2 separate regions of the Xenopus laevis genome follow, and region 1 is linked to region 2. The links are chromatin contacts, called in public Hi-C maps. All regions are on one chromosome and are shown on one strand. Each heading gives the region's core, a stretch centred on a gene start, on an enhancer-like site or on the middle of the called end of the contact. The rest is flanking DNA. Distances are from core to core; before and after follow the strand shown. Region 1 overlaps srp68.L (signal recognition particle 68kDa L homeolog). Region 2 holds the start of fbf1.L (fas-binding factor 1).

What was found. Hi-C and Micro-C count contacts between places; a contact is called where the count stands out from the background.
Region 1: a contact with region 2 is called in a Hi-C map of the XTC cell line, with 1.7 times the contacts expected there. The contact joins the enhancer-like site here to the promoter of fbf1.L in region 2. A contact is called at or near these places in 2 of 4 Hi-C or Micro-C datasets (the XL177 cell line and the XTC cell line).

The regions. Positions count from the first base shown.
Region 1 is chr9_10L:47,532,445-47,538,794 of Xenopus_laevis_v10.1, forward strand. srp68.L (signal recognition particle 68kDa L homeolog) reads right to left here. Exons shown (of 16, transcript NM_001099904.1): 16 at 4,688-5,945. The coding sequence ends at 5,718. Among protein-coding and RNA genes, the nearest start is that of srp68.L, 19 kb to the right of the region's middle. Within about 2 kb of position 3,222, at least 1 of the 7 cell types and tissues checked has an H3K27ac peak or open chromatin away from gene starts, as enhancers often do.
Region 2 is chr9_10L:47,460,475-47,466,822 of Xenopus_laevis_v10.1, forward strand. It overlaps fbf1.L (fas-binding factor 1), which reads right to left and starts at 2,123. Exons shown (of 30, transcript XM_041575939.1): 1 at 1,149-2,123; 2 at 757-815. It overlaps acox1.L (acyl-CoA oxidase 1, palmitoyl L homeolog), which reads right to left. Exons shown (of 14, transcript NM_001096680.1): 13 at 5,609-5,815; 14 at 3,986-4,974. The coding sequence ends at 4,924.

The DNA.
Region 1 (6,350 bases), core at 1,972-4,471, 73 kb after region 2:
TACTCTATTGCCTAACGCCTTGTACTACGACCATGTGCCAAAGACTGTGCTTTACAGTCGTGCCCCTCTGCCTATCCAGAACCTATAGCCTTGCACCTCTCGTTTAAGTCCTGGTGGCATCCAAGTAGCTGAGGGCTCCTCTCGAGGCCAACGGCGGTCACACTACAGGTGAAGCACGAGCCGAGACCAGGGTGCTTGGCATTTGTTCTGGTGTTGGGTGCCGACCGGTACAGGTACAATGTATTAAACTTGAGTTCACTACTTGTCTACACATAGCAACAAATCAGAACAGAATACATCTTCCTGTTTTTAGCTCTCTAACTCTGAGTTAGTCAGTGACTTGAAGGGGAGGGGCACATGGTACCTAACTGTTCAGTGAGTTTGCAATTGATCCTCAGCATTCAGCTCAGATTCAAAAGCAACAGTTTTGACACATGTGCCCCCCCCCCTCAAGTCACTGATTGGTTACTGCCTGGTAACCAATCAGTGGAAACCAAGAGAGCTGCAAAGCAGGAAGTAGTGTTCTGGCTATTATGTTACACATCCAGTCACTCCAGTCTTTATACATTACATTTTAACTATATTAGAAACATTTTTTACTTTTCACAGCCTATCTATTTACTTTTATTTTTATACTGAACAATTCCTTTAAAAGTAATGGGATATAAGGAATTCAGATTTCTGTAGTCCCTGAAATACTTGTGTGCCATTGCCCAGAAGAAGCCAGAAGCAGTAGGAAACACAGTAAATACCAGACCTTCTGCTTTGATGATTTTTCTTTGCCGTTACTTGTCCTTTAAGACCAATACATCTAATCATTGGTGGCTCGATTGCTACGCTCTTAGGGCTCTTACAGATGAGTGTTTGAAGCGGTGCTCCCCTGCGTTCCGTTTTTATGCGTTCAGCCGCAGGGGAGCGCTGGAGTAGACGCATTCAGTTTTTTGCAATGGGGCTGTACTCACACAGGCGCATGTAGGCGCCGAACGCAGGAAAAATGCAGCATGTTGCGTTTTAACCTGCGTTCGCCTGTGTGAGTACAGCCCCATTGAAAAAAACTGAATGCGTCTGCTCCCCTGCGGCTGAACGCATAAAAACGCTCATCTGTAAGAGACCTTATGGAGTGAATTAAATGGTTACACTCTGCTTACACCACAGTGGAAAAGTGACTAACTTCAGTCAGCCTTTTACTGGGCCTGGATCTAGAAGCAACTCATTTGTTTTGAGTATCAGCCATGGGCAAACGATTGGGAAGAACATTAAGCTCACTCAGGCAGATTTGGGCGTTTCCCCATAAGTGGGTGCTCTTCAGGCGTGACTGATAGTTTCAGCTTACTGCATCCACCTTGATCACATTCCTGCACTATTTTTGGAATCGTTGTTTTATTCTATTATTACAGTCTGTTTATACAGTCGTGCGCACTAATAACACTATAATTACCATAAATCAGTGGGTTTACAGCTTATACTGGGACGCTGAGTATTTCATCTTATTTACCCTGGAACACATGCAAGCTTTACTAAACCGTGTCAGTTGAGGTATTCATAGTATTTGCCCTATTTTGCTTCTACATTTTCATACTTTGCTGGCTGAGAAAGATCTTGGCAAACTTTCTTTTATTAGTTTAAAGGAGAAGGAAACCCTAAGATAGGGACTAAAAACACCATGTTTTATATACTGAACTTATTGCACCAGACACTCAGTGGGCTCTGAGCAGCTGTTAAGAAGCTAAGCTTAGGGGTCGTCACTAATTATCCAGCAGAAAATGAGGTTGGCCTGTAATATAAGCTGATTATTAAATTCTGATGCTAGTTGCACTGGTTTCTGTGCTGCCATGTAGTAATTATCTGTATTAATTACTAATCAGCCTTATATTGTGACATTTCTATTCTATGTGTACTGTATATTGTGAGTGGGTCCCTAAGTAAGTGTAAGTGACAGCAGCACAGAGCATGTGCAGTGAATCAGCAGAAAAGAAGATGACGAGCTACTGGGGCATCTTTGGAGACAGATCTTTACTGCTAAAGGACTGTGGTTGCCTTGGGCTGGTACAGAAGCCCAAAACATAACGTACAACATTTCTAGCTACTTCTTTAGTTTAACTTTCCTTTTCCTTTAAGGGTACTGGCTGCTAAGTTCATGGTGATATCACCAGAGTGTAGTTCATTGAGCACTTGGCAAGATTGTCTCATTTATCATGGACTGATTTGTGGTGAGCCAAAGTGTCATAACTTTTCTTTCACAGGCCCTACCAGTCATGTTAATATGCCACCTGCAACCATTGCAATCCCCCCGCCATCATGATTAGAAAGATAATAATGTACAGTTCATGGCATTTTCTAAAAAAACTGAGTGAACCCCAATTAGGTACAGGTATGGGATCAGTTATCAGGAAACCCGTTATCCAGAAAGCTCCAAATTACAGAATGCCTCTCTCCCATAGACTCGATTTTATCCAACATTTTTAAAATGATTTCCTTTTTTTCTGTAGTAATAAAACAGTTGATCCCAACTTAGATATAATTCATCCTTATTGGAAGCAAAATCACCCTATTGGGTTTATTTAATGTTTACATGATTTTCTAGCAGATTTAAGGAAGATCCAAATTCTGGAAAGATCTGTCATCTGGAAACCCCAGGTGCCGAGCAGTCTGGATAACAGGTCTGATACATGTATCAGTCAGAGAGGTTATTGTTTTGGCCCCACTGCTGCTGCTTCAGCCCTTGTATGGGCTAAATTACCTTGATGGCCATGATAATGATAAGAACACTATAAAAAAAATAAACCATCAATATTAAAACTTAAAAAAAACTGTTAGGGCAGGGGCACACGGGCAGATTTAGTCACCTGGCAACTAATCGCCTCTTCTTCAGGGCGACAATCTCCTGAACTGCCTTCCGCCTGCTAAAATGAAAAACCGCCTGCGGCAATACACTCGCGGCACTTCGATTTCCAGAGTCGCCTGAAGTTTCCTTGTGATGCAACTTCGGAAATCGAAGCACCGCGAGTGCCATTGCACTGGCGTTTTCTCATTATAGCAGGCGGAAAGCAGTTCGGGGAGATTGTCGCCTGGCGACTAAATCTCCCCGAATCTGCCTGTGTGCAGTTCCCCAGGTTTTCCCTAACTAAAACAAAACAATATCTGTAGCAAGAATAGGTTTCATTGTATATGAGCTTGTACCCACCCACTGTCTGTAGAGGAAGCAATGATACCTGCTTTTAGCCAGATACTAATAACAGCTACTAATCCACATGGAGATTAGTCTCTTTTTCCACCTGTTTGATTAATACTTTGAGCCTTGAACACAAGGACCTGGGAGAGGGAACCCAGGCATTATATGCAGTATACTAATCTTAAAGGAGAAGGAAAGGCTTTTTAACTTGGGCAATAACCCCAAGTTATTACATTTACATACCCAATACCCTGGGCTGATGCTCCTACCAGCAGAATATTGCACTCGCCCAGGGCTCCACCATGGAGTAATCCTCTCCTTTCTTCAAATTTCCTGGGGCAGATGCATATGCAATAGAGTGAAAAGACCAGATTTTCTTTTGTTAAAATCGCTCCATGCTGCTCACTGGAAGTGCAGGTTTTTGCTGATAGGAGCACCAGCTTGGAGGTGCTTAACTTTTGGCACCTTTCTCCTTTAAAGGTGGTTCACATTTAAGTTAAAGGAAAACTATACCCCCAAACAATGTAGGTCTCTATAAAAAGATATTGCATAAAACAGCTCATATGTAAAATCCTGCTTCATGTAAATAAACCATTTTCATAATAATATACTTTTCTAGTAGTATGTGCCATTGGGTAATTGTAAATAGAAAATTGCCATTTTAAAAAATAAGGGCCGCCCCCTGGGATCGTAGGATTCACTGTACTCACAAACATACCAACAAACCATACATCTTAGGTCACATGAGCCAATTAACAGACAGAGTTGTGTCTTTTGCTTCCACACTACTTCCTGTTACAGTTAGTGTTGTAATATTTCTGGTCAGGTGATCTCTGAGGCAGCACACAGACCATCACGGAATGGTGGCTCAAGGCAAGAGATGTAAAAGGCAATATTTACTTAAATATATATTTCAGTTTGGTAAGATTCTTTAATATGCCACTTAATTTGATATAAGCTTAAGTGTTCATTTTGGGGGTATAGTTTTCCTTTTAGTATGCTATAGAATGGCTAATTCTAAGCAACTTTTCAATTGGTCTTTGTTATTTATTTTGTATAGTTTAATTACTCGCCTTCTTCTGACTCTTTCCAGCTTTCAAATGGGGGTCACTGACCCCATCCAAAAAAAACAATGCCCTGTAATGCTACAAATGTATTGTTATTGCTACTTTTTATACTGATCTTTCTGTACAGGCCTCTCCTATTCTTATTCCAGTCTCTCATTCAAATCAGTGCATGGTTGCTGGGGTAGTCTGAACCCTAGCAACCAGATTGCTGAATAAAAAGCTAAATAACTCAAAATCTACAAGTAATAAAAAACAATCTCAAATTGTCTCAGAATATCACTCCCTACATCATACCACAAGTTAATTTAAAGCTGAACAACCCCTTTAAGCGAGATGTGCAGGGTTTTATATGCAAAGCAATCTTTAGAGGGTGTAAATAGGGGAGAGTATCCTGAGCCCATCACACTGGGGGGTGTTCAGTGAGGCAGTCAATAACACAGAATTTTTTTATTCACATGGAAGCAGTTTATTGACCCCATTTCAAACCAAATCAAAAATTCCCACAAAACTTGATCCACAGCACAGTGGCCAGCGACACTAAGTGACATAACACTAATTATAAGGTTTTATTAAACTGATACGGACAGAACATGATGGAGACTTCAGGAACAATCACGTGGGTATTTCATCTGCTGGATGGGACAATCATTGCTGTTGGCATAAGATTTCTTCTTGAACTCTTCTTGTGCCAAAAGTGTCGATCCTCCAGCATATAATGTGATTGGGCAAGTTAAAAATTAAAAAAAAAAAAACTGCTCATGGTGCAATTGCCAAATAAGAGGATCTTTACCCAAACTGGCCGCCATAAGGGGGAAGGACCAAATCAGACAGGGAGCCAATGATATAATCCACAGCCCGTTGTCCAGTACAAATGATCATGCCCTAGAAAGGCAATACCCCATGAGCCTGCAGCAAAAAAAACGTTTATTTCACTTTAAAACTAAAAGTTTTTGTTTTTCCGTCAAAACTAGAAACACAAACTAGAGTTCATTTTTAAACCGTAATAGAGTTACGTGTCAGTACCACTTTAATGCCTGCCTCCATCTTGCTCCCGGGGCTACAAACCTACCGACTGGAGTAAGGCCACACTATACCGTAGTATTGGTCACTTAAGATGGGGAGGGGGAAGATGTTCATATTCTGATAGCGTTAAAAAATTAAATAGGATTTTATGTGACAATCAGTACCTTCATTGGACAAAAAAAAAAAAACCTCATCTGAATTAATATTTGTTCAGGGTATTACATAAAATGCAGCATATTACTGGCAGTGCCAGGAGTGTGTATTTCTGTCCAATAAATCCAGGGGTACTGGGATGAAAGTAAATTTGTTGTTGGCCAAAGCAGGAAGCGAATACCTTTGCCCGATAACATTATAAATTAAATAGAAATCATTAGTGAAGCTTTGCACCAGCATTTATCTGTGGATCCAAGTCGTAAAAACAAATGATGTTCTCGTATCTGTGGCCTTTCTTTCCATTAACTGCGAAATCCGAAAAAACCTTTAAAGTATCCGGTCAGACCGCTCTTAGCCTTCTGCTCCAGCTTATCCTCCAGAGAGGGCAAAGTCACGTGGTTCAGAGCCAGGTCGAAGAAAAGAGGCTTGCAGGGAATCGGATGGAAGTTCGGCGGGAACTGAACCAAGCTGGCGTGTTTTCCTACTATGGATGGGTCAAGTGAAAAGACATCGAATCGATCTGACAGCGGCTGTAATGGAGCAGAAGATGCAGAGGATTTAAATCAGAGCCATCGGATACATTGCTGTGCATAAAATCGAACTGCATTCATTATAATAAGGATAATGAACAAGTGAATAGGGTGAGTTTAGTCCCACAATTCAGGAGACATGGGGTCTCAGGCAGGTGGCAGGCCAGGGTGTTTTTAAAGGAGAACTAAAGCCTAACTGAAGAAGTAAGTGAGAATGTTGTACATTATGTTTTGTGCTTCTGTACCAGCCCAAGGCAACCACAGCCCTTTAGCAGTAAAGTTGTTTGTCTCCAAAGATGCCCCAGTAGCTCCCCATCTTCTTTTCTGCTGATTCACTGCACATGCTCTGTGCTGCTGTCACTTACTGAGCTTAGAGACCCACTCACAATATACAGTACACATAGA
Region 2 (6,348 bases), core at 873-3,372:
CTGCCTAAAATACAAATTAAAAAGAAGCAAATTATTACACATGATTTCAATGGCCACAGGTGAGGTTAGGTGCAGAACTCTAGGGCACAAACCAGGGCTACTAGAATTAAAGGGGAACTAAAGTCTAAAATAGAATAACGCTAGAAATGCTGTATTTGTATACTAAAACACTTACTGCACCAGAAGCCCAATTAAACAAATGATTTAAGCTTTCAAAGTTGGCCGCAGGGGGCTGTCATCTTGTAACTTTGTTATGCATCTATGCACATGCACAGTGTGGTCTGCTCTTCAGTTGGGAGGTTAAGCTTAGGGGTCGTCATAAATTATCAAAACAGCACAAGTCAAATTATATCTGCCATAGAAGCCGATACAGCTAGACTGATTAATAATCAGAATATGCAGACTGCACTGGGTCTGTGGATAGGAATCTCTACACAGTCGCCGGCTGCTTTACAGGGAAACAAACAAAGCTGCTTGAGTTCTGGGAAGTAAGATGGTGCTTTGAAAGTAGGAGTCTGACGTTTCTTATCTGCAGCTGTCAGAGCAAGTAAAACGAAGGGGGAATTTCACTACATACAATCAGGTTTCTTCTAAAAGCTGTACACATTTTTAAATTAAAGTATATTGGAGATAGATTTCTTTTTCATTAAAGAAAGTAAAAATTTGATTTTTTTTTTTGCCTTTACATCCCCTTTAAAGACAGCCCTTGCCATTTCATTAATGGAACTGTAAATCAAGGCAGTGTTATATACTTACCATTCTGGGTGTAAAAGGTTATCTCTGCTCAGGGAGTCCTTCATACACAGACCCTAGGACTGATATAAAGAAGTGACACAGGAATCAGGAGTTTACACTAAAACACACTCCCCTGTGTTTGGGGGAATAACACAGAAAGTACATCAGGGGGTCAGTGAATGACAAAACAGAAACAGGTTACAGAGAGAGATGGGAAAGGACAGATGGCAGCTGAGAAGGAGATTAGTGCAGTAAAGAAGGAAAGGGCTACAGGCTAGAAGATCACACAGAAGGAAGATCAGATGGTGAGTTGCACACAGTCTCTGGCACAGCATTCACAGTACCATTTTACGCATCATACTCTGGCCCCGTGTCTCCCCGATGTACGGACCACCCACTAAAAGATCACTTACACTGGGGACGCATGAGAGACACTCAACAACAGCTCTCCGCTCACTCCTAGCTACCCAATCGGCTTCCCTCACAACCACTACTTCCGGGGGGCGCGACGCATGCTGGGCATTGTAGTTCTACGGATGCGTTCGAAAAGCCGAGCGTGGACGTAAAGACGTTGTTCTAGACGAGTGATTTTGGCGATCTCCCTGGCAATACACACGCTGCGCTTCTAAAATGATTGCAGCAGTGGTGCATTGTGAGAGCTGTAGTTGTAAAGCTGGAACGGCCAGGAGCTCAAGTGACTGAGGTATTTGTATTTAGGTAGGGTATAACGTGCAAGGAGATGTATTTATTGTGACATCCAGAGCTGCATACTAATCAGGTATTGAATTATGGGGAACTGGGTTATGCAGCTGGGAGTAATAATACCGGCTGACTTCACATGGTGGTGCCACTGCTAGCACTTTTTTTCCCTATTAGAGTTATAGATATTTCCTCTAGTAAAGTGAGTTTGCAGAGGAGGCTGTTAAAAGAGCTGCTTTCCCCTGGTCTAGTCTCCATCTCCCTCAAGAAGTTTGACTTATTACAGAAGCAGTGTGATGCTGCCCCTATGTCTATAGCAGGGGTGTACAACCTGTGGCCCAGGATGGATATGAATGCGGCCCATCTTAAATTTCTGGCAATCCAGGAGCCGATTGAACTTCCACCAATCCAGGAGCTGCTTGAACTTCCTGCAGTCCAGGAGCTGATTGAACTTCCGGCAATCCAGGAGCCGCTTGAATTTCCACCAATCCAGGAGCCGCTTGAACTTCCGCCAATCCAGTCAGGAGCTGCTTGAACTTTCATCAATCCAGGAGCCGCTTGTACTTCCGGCAATCCAGGAGCCATTTGAACTTCTGCCAATCCAGGAAACATCATGTTGCAATGTCAGGCATAGAGGGCGCAGAGTACGCGGTTGCTTATTGTGTGCATGTGTGCTTTAAATTTTACATGGGGTGTGCAGTGTGTGGCTTTCTAGAGCAGGTAAAGCAGTTAACAAGTGAGCGTTTAGTTACTTACAAAGGCAGGTAAGCATTCTTCAGCGGCATCGCCTGATATGCTAGGGATATATGCAGCGCCTATTAGAGTTATGGATATTTCCTCTAGGAAGTAAGTTTGCAGAGGAGGCTGTTAAAAGAGCTGCTTTCCCCTGGTCTAGTCTCCATCTCCCTCAGGAAGTTTGACTTATTACAGAAGCAGTGTGATGCTGCCCCTATGTCTATAGCAGGGGTGTCCAACCTGCAGCCCAGGATGGATATGAGTGCGGCCCATCTTAAACTTCTGGCAATCCAGGAGCCGCTTGAACTTCCGGCAATCCAGGAGCCGCTTGAACTTCCGGCAATCCAGGAGCCGCTTGAACTTCCGGCAATCCAGGAGCCGCTTGAACTTCCGCCAATCCAGGAGCCGCTGGAAATTCCGCCAATCCAGGAGCCGCTTGAACTTCCGCCAATCCAGTCAGGAGCTGCTTGAATTTTCGGCAATCCAGGAGCCGCTTGAACTTCTGCCAATCCAGGAAACATCATGTTGCAATGTCACGCACAGAGAGCGCAGAGTACGCGGTTGCTTATTGTGTGCTTTAAATTTTACATGGGGTGTGCGGCTTCCTAGAACAGGTAAAGCAGTTAACAAGTGAGCGTTTAGTTACTTACAAAGGTTTATGATACCCTCTTTTCTTTTACAATAAAATAAATAAAAAAATAGCGTTAGTGTTTGTGTGTATTTCGAGTGTGACCCTAGAACATATTTCTTCTTCCAATGTGACCCAGGGAAGCCAAAAGGTTGGACACCACTGGTCTATAGTGTATAGCAGTGATCCCCAACCAGTGGCTTGTGAGCACCAATCCCTTTGATGTTGCTCCCAGTGGCCTCAAAGCAGGTGCTTATTTTTAAATTTCTGTCTTGGAGGCAAGTTTTGGCTGTATAAAAAGCAGGTGTACTGCCAAACAGAGACTCCTCTAGGCTGTCAGTCCACATCGAGCTACCAAATAGCCAATCACAGCCCTTATTTCGCACCCCCAAGGGCTTTTTTCAAGCTTGTGTTTCTCCCCAACTCTCTTTATATTTGAATGTGACTCGGGTAAAAAAAGGTTGGGGACCGCTGGTGTATTGGATGGTTTTCTGGCTCCCAAAAAGCCTGGTTCCTCAGTAGAGGTAGAATGGAAGTCTAGGATGGAAAGGGCAAAAGGGATGGCTTTGAGAATGGCTTGGGTGGCTTCTGGGCAGTATAAGTGCAAATAGAATGTGTGTCTGTTATCCTTATGGAATCCAACATGACCATGGATGGGCAGTTCAGTTAACATTTTGAGTAGACTTGTAGATGTCCATAAAAGTAAATGCACAGATCAGTGGGTAACTATATGATATCACCCCCCCCCTTTTTGTTAATAAAGGTATTTTTCATAAATATATATTGAAACTGCTTATCAGTCACTGCCATGGGTGGGCAGTTCAGCTCACATTTTGGGTAGACTTGTAGATGTCCATAAAAGTAAATGCACAGATCAGTGGGTAACTAAGATATTGCCCCCCCCCACACACACATTTTTCAGATATTTTTCATAAACATATATTAAAACTGCTTATCAGTCACTGCCCCCACCCCCCTTTAGTTATACTGTTAGAACAGATCCTGGTTTCTAAAAGAGGCCCTGGCTGGCCTATAATTTCATAGAGTAGCTGATATAATATTTTATATATGTGAATCTGTTGTGTGCTGTTCAGCAGTCTACATCAGTGGCAGAACCTCATTTACCAAACCTCTCAATACGGCCGTGCACATTGTGTAACAGTAATAAAGAGACAGAAGGCAGGGCAAGAAATTTCAGGGCTTTATTATAATCTTTACATAAAAATTAACAGATTAATTACATTTTTAAACTTGTCTCTCTTTATCCCCAAGATAACACCGTCTCTGACATCCATCAAAAGACAACATGGAAACATTACAGCGAACACCGTCCAGTGCATAAATCAAATATTCCCTTAATTTCTGGCCATGTAGTCCGGAGCAAGCGCTCCTTTAGATTAACATTGAGTGTATTGACAAATGTATTCTTATCCACTGTGGAGCTAAGTCTTTTATATGCTTTTCTATTTTGCATCAATTCGAAGCAAAACTTAGTCATTTGGTTTCTAGGGAAGTGTAGCTGGTAACCCAAAAAGCAGGTGGATGTGCGTCAGATGTTGTTATAACTGTGTATTGCTTATATTTCTCTTTAGCACTTCTGTCCTTATTTTACTGATCATTTCTTGTTGCTCAATTCAGTGAGCCTGGCAAAGAAACAGGGAAACAGCTCAAATTCTAGACCCAGACTAATCTTATTATATCATTGACTACATAATTCTTAAAGGTTTATTGTAAGTTGGATCTTCACTTCCTTTTAACATTATTAGGGAGGCACCTCTGCTGGTTAGATGGGTCATTGCTCCTACTTTTGTTTATTAACCACTATACAAACAATGCTGATCTTATAAAGGGTGTGTATGCCTTTAGTTTCTACAGGTCGGCAGGACTGTACTAGCTATGTCGTCATCTCCGACCTAGAGCAACAACTGGCTGTGCCAAAAGGTTGATAAGATCTCTGTTAATGTAGGATTACATTGCCTACACATTGCTTTGGCCCCTTGTTAATAAACATAATTTGACAGAAATTAGGAAAACAGTTTTATTACTTCGAGGGTAGGTTATCAAAAAAAAAAAGAGAACTGCTTTTTGTGTTTCCAGATTCGGGTTCAGCAGAATTGATGGGTGGATCATAGTTTGGACTGTAGTGGTTTCAAGTACTTGTGGAAGGATTCGTGCACCTGTGGAAGCAATGACAAGAGTTAGATTATTAGGTACAGGGCTCTCCAGGCTCTAAATGTAAATTGGTCTTTCAAATATGGGGCAGTTTGGCTGCAAAGGGCCCCTGTGTCGAAGGTTACATAGTAACATAGTTAGTTAGGTTGAAAAAAGACACACGTCCATCAAGTTCAACCTTTTCAAAAAGTCTATATATAACCTGCTTAACTGCTAGGTGATCCAGAGGAAGGCAAAAACCTCATTTGAAGCCTCTCCAATTTGGCTCGGGGGGGGGGGGGGGGGGAATTCCTTCTTGACTCAAAGATGCAATCGGACTAGTCCCTGGATCAACTTGTAGTATAAGCTATGTGCCATAACCCTGTATTCCCTCACTTGCTAAAAAGCCATCCAACCCCTTCTTAAAGTTATCTAATGTATCAGCCTGTACAACTGATTCAGGGAGACAATTCCACTTTCACGTTCACAGCTCTCACTGTCAACAACCCCTTCCCAATATTTAGCCGGAGACACCAGAACAGGCTATGTTTTTAACATACACCGAATCCCCAGCCTTTGATATACTAATGTTAAGGGTTTCTGGATTCCCAACTTACCGCACACTATGCATTTATAACTATTCAAACCAGTTCTGCTCACCTGTGTTTTGTTCAACGGTGATTTCTTTGCCCACTCAAACATATTCTCATAGACGTTACCGTCATATCTGCCCAGAACAGATCCCAGTTGTGTGTCTGAGTAATCAAAGGCATCCACCAAAGCCACTGCATTAGGACGGATTACTGCCAGCAGATCCTTTACTCTTTGCTGCACTTGATTTACCTGAAGAGCGGTCAGAAGTCCAGCCTACGGAGAACAGAAGACAACATCCTATAACTGCTGGTTGGAATTACCCCTATCGAGAAGAAGAATGGTTCACTTTGTCTCTTTCAGTTGCTGTGCCAACTACATGGGGCCTTAAGCTGGCCATAGACGCAAAGATTTCGTTCGAGGATACGAACAATCGGATCTTTGCATCTATGGCCAGCTTTAGGATATACCAAGACTGATTCAGGCATCAAAACTTTAACCAAGAAGGACACGGCTTACTTAATGACTTACCTTTAGCAGACAATGCTGTTCTACAAAAGCCAATGAAGGTACAATACTCATTATTAATATTAACAAAAAAATGACTTCCAAGCTGTAGTATATTACTGCCTCTTAAAGGGGACCGTCACCCAAAAATACTATTCAAAATTTTATCACATTAGTCAAGCAAAATTAACTTTAATAACACTATATAAATTATTTGAATCTTGTTTCTTTCAGTCACATGACTTGGGGCAGCTGGGAAATTGACAATATGTCTAGCCCCGTGTCAGATTTCAAAATTGAAT